Linked DNA regions of Mus musculus: region 2 is linked to region 1. A link is a contact called in public Hi-C data. All regions are on one chromosome and are shown on one strand. Each heading gives the region's core, a stretch centred on a gene start, on an enhancer-like site or on the middle of the called end of the contact. The rest is flanking DNA. Distances are from core to core; before and after follow the strand shown.

What was found. Hi-C and Micro-C count contacts between places; a contact is called where the count stands out from the background.
Region 2: a Hi-C map of B cells shows a contact between it and region 1, with 5 read pairs. The contact joins the enhancer-like site here to the promoter of Zcchc17 in region 1. A contact is called at or near these places in 1 of 39 promoter capture datasets (hippocampal neurons) and 1 of 484 Hi-C or Micro-C datasets (B cells).

What each region holds. Positions count from the first base shown.
Region 1 is chr4:130,357,613-130,362,281 of GRCm38.p6, reverse strand. Zcchc17 (zinc finger, CCHC domain containing 17) reads left to right here and starts at 2,290. Exons shown (of 8, transcript NM_153160.5): 1 at 2,290-2,406. It overlaps Snrnp40 (small nuclear ribonucleoprotein 40 (U5)), which reads right to left and starts at 2,150. Exons shown (of 10, transcript NM_025645.2): 1 at 1,933-2,150. The coding sequence starts at 2,076.
Region 2 is chr4:132,038,415-132,042,942 of GRCm38.p6, reverse strand. All of the region lies in intron 1 of Epb41 (erythrocyte membrane protein band 4.1), which reads left to right. Among named protein-coding and RNA genes, the nearest start is that of Gm36157, 8.9 kb to the left of the region's middle. Within about 2 kb of position 2,527, at least 148 of the 459 cell types and tissues checked have an H3K27ac peak or open chromatin away from gene starts, as enhancers often do. A contact at or near this core is called in B cells, where this site is marked.

The DNA of each region.
Region 1 (4,669 bases), core at 1,041-3,540:
TAACCTACTTTGAGTGAGGTACCTCCCCACACCAGTATTCCACTAGCTCCAGGGCAGGCGGTCAAAGCCCCATCACTACCTGAATTTCCCTTTCTTGCCTTTCTTTTTCCCCAAAGAGATGAAGCTCTGGGAGTACAGGTACATTCTTCATTTTAGTCACCATTTTCCTGTCTCAAGTTCACCCAGCTAGCCTTTGAAAAACCTTGTATGGTACAGCTTATTACGCAAAATAGATTTTGGGGGAATGAGCAGGGTCTTAATATGTAGCCCAGGAAGGTCTTAAAATTTTCAGTCCTCCTAAGAACAAGTGTGTATCACTGTGCCAGGCTTAGCAAAGTAGATTTGATTATGATCTTGGAGAATAAACCTAGGCAATCTTACTCATTAAATAAGAACAAGTGTACTACCAATAATCCTGAAATCTCTTTAGCAGATTCCGGCAGACTTACTTATTTTTATTATCATGTACTATCTATAAGCAATGGGTTTCATTTTGATATATCCATAAATGCAAATAATGTACCAAGATCATACTCATCCAACATTTTTATTCAAAAAGTGTCACATGTTGGCTAAAGAGATGGCTCAGTGGTTAAGAGCACTTACTGCTCTTCTAAAGGACCCAAGTCCAGTTCCCAGCATCCACAATGGGCAGCTTTCAAGGGCTGTAACTTTAGGGTCAGAGGATCCAACATTCTTTTCTGGCCACTGAGTTCCCCCTCCCCACATATGAAACACACACACACACACTCACACTCACACACACACACACACTCACACACACACGCCTAAAACAGCACTCAGTAAAACAGTAGACCTTGCATTCTAGTGGAAAGTGAGAGAAAGGCACACAGAGCCACCCAGTGCTGAGTGCCATGGGAAGAAACAGTATGGGTTCCAGATTACAGGACACTCCAACTTGAAACACAGTGGTCAGGAAAGCCCCTCTGAAAACCTGGTGTCTGAGCAAAGATTTGAAAGAGCAAACAGCTGACCATGTGGGCATTTAAAAGAACATTCCAGCAAAAGCACCAAGGAAAGAAAGAACATTATAAGTCGGTGTCTTGAGCCAAGTGACATGCCAGAAAACTGGTAGATGAACAAGGTAAGGAGGGGATTATTACAGAGAATTTGATTTTTAAAAAAACGCACAATAGAAAGCCAACATAATGTTTTCAGCAGAGTATACCATGTGACTTAATATTTCCATGATTCCCCTGGCTACTGGATTAATAACCAATCCTTGGTTCAAAGACAAAAACCAGGAATACTAAATTAAGCTCTACCTGCAGTGATGTCAGATGACATAAAAACAGTTTTAACAAGAAGGTAAAAAAAAAGATCATAGTTACACAGATCTCTTCTCTTCTCTCTTTCAACAGGACTTTGCCATAATAAATAGCCTACACTGGCTTGGAGCCATGGATCTTCTGGATACAAAAAAGTTTGCCTTCCCCATTTGCAAAGTAACAGCTTCTTTCAGTCAGGTACCATGGTTAATGGAAATTTCACACGCAAAACATCCAAGATAACATCCAACGAGTGTTAATTACAATTATAAATGCAGAGAAAGAAAAAAGTTCTACCAGGTAGTAAAGCGAGCTATCATTCATTTCCATTGCCTCCCCTCTCATTCATTCGTCCACTCTGCAAACTTTCCTGAATGTTTCTTTTATGCTAAACCCCTGAAGATTTAGGATGCGGAAGCTTGGGTCTTGATTTTGAGGCCAAGGTTTTAAATGATTCAATGCCACTGAAGGGCTGAAAACAGGCGTCTACTAGGGAAACACGTATGAACCACACAGAGAACACCAGGCACCTTCACAGAAGCCTATTTTAACTTCAGGCTCACTGTCTTTCCGTTCCCTCAGAGGCGACATCATCCGTAGGAAGAGGGGCGGAGGGCCAAAGGCGGGATGACTCCCCACTTACCGCCTGCAGCAATGCCCCTGGAGTCGCCTGCTGCGGCCCCGCTCCGGGGCCGGCTCCTGCCGCTCCCAACAGCAACTCATGTCGCGGCCGCTTGACGGGAACCAGGGGTAGCTCCGGGCCCTTACGCTTCTGCTGCTCGATCATGGCGGCAGCCACTCTCCTCGGCGCCGCCACTAACCGCGCCGCCGACCGGAGGCGCCGCGCAATTGGTTCCAACTGAGTTCTTCCTCCAGAACTTCCGGAGAGGAGCAACCAATTGGCTTCTAACATTTCCTTCTGGAAAGCCCTCTGAATACACTCTTGTGATTGGTCCCATTCTGATGACGTCACGAGAAGGCGACTCTGGGATTGGGTCGCGGAGCTGGCGTTCTCCCCCGCCCCCTCGGGCGCGCAGTGCATCGTGGGTGAGAACGAGCGGAGCAGGTTTGGCGTTCCTAGCTATGAAGCGGCTGTCCTGCTAGGCGCGGACGCGGAGTGAGTGTGTGGGGAATCAGGCGGGTGGCTGTTCCAATCTGGAAGGTGCGAGGTGGTGATAGGCCTGAGCCTGCCCTTTTCAGCTATCAGCCTTAGCAGCATGGGGTGGCAGGAGGTGTCGCCGGAAAGAGAAGTCCCTTGGTAGGCTGGAGCGGAGCTTTGGCATCTCTGGCTCCAGGACTCGAACCCTCAGACGGCTATCCCTTGACAGCTGCTCTGCAGGATGCCAATTCTGCGTCTAGCTCTGTGCTGGCCCGAGTCCTGGCCTCCAGGCTTCAGTGCCGGACTTGGCTGAGGCGGCGGACTTAGTTGTCACTGATTTAGCCGTCTTTTTAAAAGGGCTTTAATTTATGTCCCCGAGACAGCCAGTGATGAGGAAAGTATCAGATGGTTCTTCCGAAGCACAGTTTAGTTGAGAAATCGAACAATCATGCTTGCGTGCCAGGTCTTCTCGAAAGTGGTCCAAATGATATTTATTGTGCAGTGCGTTTGGGGGTCATTCTGAAGAAATATGGTCCTCTACCCCAGAGTGTGGGAAACGTGTTAAACAAATTTGATGTTAAACAAAAACCATTTGATCGGAAGACTACCTAAACAAGCGATGCCTCTTGCTGTGAGTTACTAATATAAACTTGAAGGCTTTTTAAAGGAAAAGACATCTGAGCGGTTCCTATCTGATGGGACGGTTCTAATTAGGGGAAGAGAGGAAGGGAGAACGTTCTGCACAGAACAGCAGGTTCTATCAGTCGGAAAGATGAGGGAGACACAAAGAGCCGGTGTGGGGGGAGAGAGAGAGCGAGAGCGAGAGCGCTAGCTTAAAGTGAATATGGTATGGGATGAACCTGGAAGTCATGAAGATTTGCAGGAAGTTGAAGCTTTTACTTTAAAATTAATAGGAAGCCAGCGATAGTTTTCTCTCTCCTCCAGAATGTGGTGCAAAAGAGGACTTGATCCCTCAGGCTTAATGGTGTGATGAGATTGGAGAAAGATAAGAGGTTTACTGGGAGTAAATAGACCATTTCGGGAGCATGAACAGTAGTTCTGATCAGCAATGCCAGTGAGAACCAAGCTGGAGCTGTGACTGAAGACAGGTTTAACAGTATCTTGAGATAGCAGGGGAGTAAATTGGACAGAATAGATTGGATGATGCTCTTAGTCCCAACACTGGAGGCTGAGACAGGAGGTCTCAAAACCAAAAGCAACAAAACCAAAGCTAGCCTGGGCAACATTGGGATTTTCAACCCATACCAGGCTGCTAGCGTGACACATTGTTTCATCTTCTTTTTTTTTTTCCCCTAAGACAGGGTCTCAATATGTAGCTGGAGCTCCTGAAACTCACTCTATAGACCAGGCTGGCCTTGAACTCAGATCCACCTGTTTCTGCCTCCCCGGTGCATGTATGTATTTGTCCCTTAGGAATGCCCAGTGCTAGCATGTGAACTACGATTGAGTGCTAGAAACTCTAACCCCAAGTCCTTTGTAAGCGTGTCTTAGTTAGGGTTTTATTGCTGTGAACAGACACCATGTCCAAGGCAACTCTTATAAAGCCACCATTTAGTTGGGGCTGGCTTACAGGCTTAGAGGTTTGGTACATTAGTATCAGGGCAGGCATGGTGCAGGAGTAGCTGAGAGTTCCATATCCTCATCTTCTAGATTGAATCTCTCTGGCAGCTAGGAGGAGTGTCAAAGCCCACCCCCACAGTGACTTCCTCCAGCAAGGCCACACCTATCCCAACAAGGCCACACCTCCTAATAGGGCCACTCCCTGGGCCAAGAATATACAAACCATCACAAAAAGTAACAAGTGCTCTCAATCTCTGAGCCACCTCTCTCTAGCCCTTGCATAGTGAGATTCTAGCTCACAGAGCCAGGGCCTGCTGATGTGACCTCTGGTTTCAGTCCTTAGCACTGCAAGAAGACCTCTTCCACCAAATAAAAATTTTAAAATTGCTTAAGGCCTCTGTTCTGTGGATAGAGCAAATGAAAAAAAGGCAGGGTGGAGTGGTGCTCTACTTTAATCCCAGCACTCAGGAGGCAAAGGCAGGTGGATCTCTGTGAGTTCAAAACTAGTCTGTGTTTTCCATAGTGTTCTTGAGACAGAGAATCGTGTCTCGAGAGAGGATGGGGGGGTGTTATTAGATATTGCTCTTCATAATTTTATTTAGGTTTATTTAGAATTATTATTTTATGTGTATGAATGCTTTGCTTGAATGTATGTATACTGTATATTAGCCTGGTGCTGAAGGAGGCCAGAAGAAGGCAT
Region 2 (4,528 bases), core at 1,278-3,777, 1.7 Mb before region 1:
GGTTTGATTAGACATAGGTTAAATATTTTGGCAAGACTTTAGCGTGACATTGTGTTCCTCGTTTTGCATCACATTGGAAAGTTCATAATGTCAGGCTGTCCCACAATTAATGCTGCTAATTTTGGTCACCTAGTTAAAGTAGTAACCCACAGATTTCTGTGTAGTGGTTAATGTTTTTAGTATTTGTGGAGGAACGTTGGCATTGTGAATATCCTGTTTCCAATTACCTTTTCCCATTGGCTTTAGCCATCCATGGATCCTTGGGGGTTACATATGTTGTTAGCTCTTGAAAATGAATCTAAAGATTTAAATTAGGAAAGAAGAGAAAGATAATGAGCTCCCGTTGTTGGTCTAATGCTCAGGTTTTTCCCATTTGTGCTAAATCTGACTTCTTATATTCCCCCAACCCCGATTTGTTCCTAAAATTAGGCTTACAGGATTATATTTTATTTGGAGTGGAACATAACCACTGGGATTCCTAACATGTGGGCCTCCATGGTCTCAAGATGTGGCAAAAGACTGAGACTCCTGGAAGGATTTTGACTGGGCTCTTGGAAGGATTTTGAGGGCAGGAAGGGTATTACTCATTAATTTACTGCATATTGTCTAGGATGAGCAGGGTCCTGTGAGTATATGTGATTGTAAAAGAATGTAGAGGGCGTGAGCCTGCCCGAAAGGAGTCCAGAGATCTGGTATTAGTAGTAGGACTAGAAGTGTAAGAGTGACTTTGTTGTGTGTGGAAAAGCACATACTTATAGAAAAAGCAGAGTCAGCCTGTGGTAACTAGCCTAGGTCTTGGCTGTCCTACTCTCTCAGCCTATCACCAGCAGTGTTTACTGGAGCCTGCTCAGTGTGCCAGGTAAACAGTGTCAGTGCTCACTGCTAGCTTACCTGGTTCAGGCTTTGTGCTTTATACTTTGTAGATATAGTGTAGACGTTCGAGTACAGCTTTGGGGTGCAATGCTTTGTTTTAAATTCCACTTATGCCACTCTAAGTCGTGGCCATGGGCAGGTTAACTCACATCTGTGATAATTAATTCATTCTATAATGGTAGGGATGTTCTATACCTTTAATGTTATGGTGATTAGATGAGTTAAATATAGGAAGTCAAATGTGAATTTTTTTTTTTTCTCTTGAGGTGCTGGTGCATGCTAGGCTAGCTTCCTACTGTGAGCCACATCCTTAGGTGTCTGTGAAATACTTAGACACCAGATGCCTGGCTGTCATGATGATTTTCATAGTTAAGCCTCACCCCAGGTTACTGGAGTGTTATTAATCTCAATTCACAGTTTAGGTAACAAGTTAAAAGCTAAGTAGCTTGTCCAGAATCACACAATTGAAAATTGGCATTCAGAGTGATGAGACCTTACTGAGACCCTTTTGCTTGTCGGGGGTAAGAGCTTTGGATGTAAACCTTCTGTCAAAGCTGATGAGTTCTCTATAACTGTTGTCTTGTGAAAGTCCTTTTCTAAAGCTGTATTTGTGTGTGTGTAAAATGAGGATAATCATATTTTAGGAAATATATGCATAGTATGTGCCTATCATACAGATTTTATCAAAGGGAAAAGAGAAGAAGTGACATTTGTTTAATGTGGCTGGCTCTCCTTCCCCCTCCCTCTCTTCCTTCTTTCCTGGCAGTCTCATGTACCCCCAGGCTAGCCTTGAAACTTGCTATGTAGTTGAGGGTGACTTTGAACTTGTGACTCTGTTGCCTGCATCTCTGAAATGTTGGGATTGCAGATGTTTGCAGTCACTCTAGGTGCTCTTAAATACACACACACACACACACACACACATACATATATATATATATATATATATTGTTTTTTGTTTTTTTTTTTAGACAGTTTCTCTGTGTAACATAGCCTGGCTGTGCTGGACTAGGTTTTGTTTGTGTAGCCCTGGCTGTCTTAGAACTCACTCTGTAGACCAGGCTAGCCTCCAACTCACAGAGATCCACCTGCCTCTGTTTCCCCTGTGCTGGAATTAAAGGCATGCACCACCATCACCCAGCTCCTGCTAAGTATCTCTGATTAATTTTTACTATTGTAGTCGTGTGTATGTGTGTGTGTGTGTGTGTGTGTGTGTACACAGATGTGTATGATGTTTGCTTGTGTGGAGGCCAGAGGCAAACTGTGGCATAGTTCTCTTCTTTATATGGTTCTAGGGATTGAAGTCAGGTTGCTAGGCTTGTGTAGCTCACCTACCCTCCGAGCCTTTGTATTTTTATACCTTACTTGTACCCTTGTCTACTGAAATTGGATGTCTTTGGGTCTGTATAATGGTTGTATGCAAATATGTAATGCAGTTTTGTCCAGTGTCGATCTTTGGGTTTGATTCAGACTCACACTGTAAATTTTTTAAGTTTTTATTTGCATGTTAGCCTGTGTGTGAGTGTTCTGAAGACCCATTTCACAGCAAGTCTGGGTTTATAGCGTCATTTCCGGCTTGGTAGGACACAGTCTTGTGGTTGGTGTCCCCATTGTTGCTTTTATCTTTTGAAGCAGATGTGAAAGTAAACACACACTTGACAAACAGGAAGAGGTTTGCTCTGGGAGGGTGGCTTTTAAGGCAGCCTTTAGACAAACTGCCCGAAATCGGAAGAGTCTTGAATCTTTTTAGAAAGAAATAGTACCTCATTTTTGTGAAGTATATATTTAAAAAAATGCATTTAACCAAAATGATGACTGTACATATGTTTGTGCTTTTTATACATTTGGGGGAAGTATTATGTTCCTGTTTTCCTTTGAAAAAGAATACTGACGCATGCTTTTCTTCCTAGTGCCGAGTATCAAACTCAGGCCTCACTGAGCATGCTGCCTGCCCTCTGATCCTGATCCTGGCTTCTCTTTCTATTTGGAGGAACTTTCAACAGAGAGTTGTGGACATTTTTGGCTCTTTATGACATCTATCCTAGTAACATTGTACTTTGGGTTTTCGTTCTTAAGATAGGGAACAACACATGAATGCTCTGTAGACCAGGCTTGCCTCAAAATCATAGAGATCTTTCTGCCTCTCACTCCACAGTGCTGGGATCAGAGCTTTGTGCCAGCCACCACACCCAGCCTAAAGTTTTTCATGAGTGTGTGGGGTGTGTGTGTGTGTGTTTGTGTGTGTGTCCATGCACATGTGTATGGAGGCCCAAAGTTGACTTTGCACATCTTTGATCACACTCTACTTCCTTTGTTGAGTCAGAGTCTCTTGTTGAACCCAGAGCTAGCCAGTTCTAGTTAGTCAGCTAGCTAGTCATCGTAGAGATTCCTTGTGCCTGCCACCTGAGTGCTTAAATTACAGGTGGCTGTCACACCTGCCTTGCCGCCCTTTTATGTGGGTTCTAGGGATCTGAAGTCATGTCCTCATGCTTGCTTGGCAAGCACTTTGTCCACTTCCACAAAGAATTTGTATTGCTTTGTTGAAAATCTCCCTGCCTTCCTCCTTTCTTCTCCTTTATCTTCTTTCCCATACTTTCCAACTAGTAGTCCTTTGAGGATACACTTGTTGTCTTGTTTTTTGAAGCAGGGTCTCTCTATTCATCTCTGGCTGTCCTGGAACTCACTATTGATCAGAGGTCGACCTGCCTGTGCCTCCAGACTGCTGCAATGAAAGGAGCATGTACCACACCCATCAGGATTTTGAGGGCAATGTGATGTTGGAGCCAGACCTAGTTTTTTAGTAATATTATGTTTTGCTAGGAAAAAAAAACATTTTCTATCATACTAAATAAAATGAATTATCCAGACTTTTATGTGGGACAGAGTAATTGGAGATCATAGTAAGGGCTTTTGTTCCTAAAGATCCTCCTTCCTCTGGGGAGTTCCTTGCTGACCTCAGGGAGTATGGCTTTCTCTTTCTTTTTCTGTCCCAGAGGAGAGCCTTCTCTTAATACTCAGGCAGAACACAGCTGAGACCAGCCTGGAACATTCTGTTCCCATCTTACAGCCTTAGACTTTAGAGATTTAACAGAGAAGCGTGTGCAGTTACTAGTACGGCTCTGTGTAATGTGACTTAGAAGATAACAGCCACCCCTCTTCAGGATGTGGTCATGTTTGGGATATATCCTTTCCTTGGCCTGCTTTCTGATGGAGAAACCATCTTCTCTTCCCTCTTACAAGCACCCCTAGTCTGTCTCCCCTCTTCCCTCCCTTGATGCTCCTGTATTAGCCTTCCACATGCTTAGTTATAGGCCTGTGCTACTAAACCTAACCAGGAGCTTTTTTATAGTCTGTAAAATAGATCTTTTTAAGATATCCGATAAAATTCTCCTAGGTTCTGTGGCTTTTCACTTCTTTGATGGGAACACTTCCTCCCCAAGGCCAGGAATTGAATTCAGAGCCTCAAACATGCTAAACTATCACCTTACCACTGAGTTACATATCCTGCCACGTCTATCTGCACGTAAGGTCCTTTTTTACGGATAAGGTGGGATTTACTTATCTGCTGCGATTCCCTATCTCCTGTGCTTTGGTTGGTTTGTTTGCTAGTTCTCCTGTATTGTCAGGCTTTGTGAAGACCTTAAAGTTGTTTCTT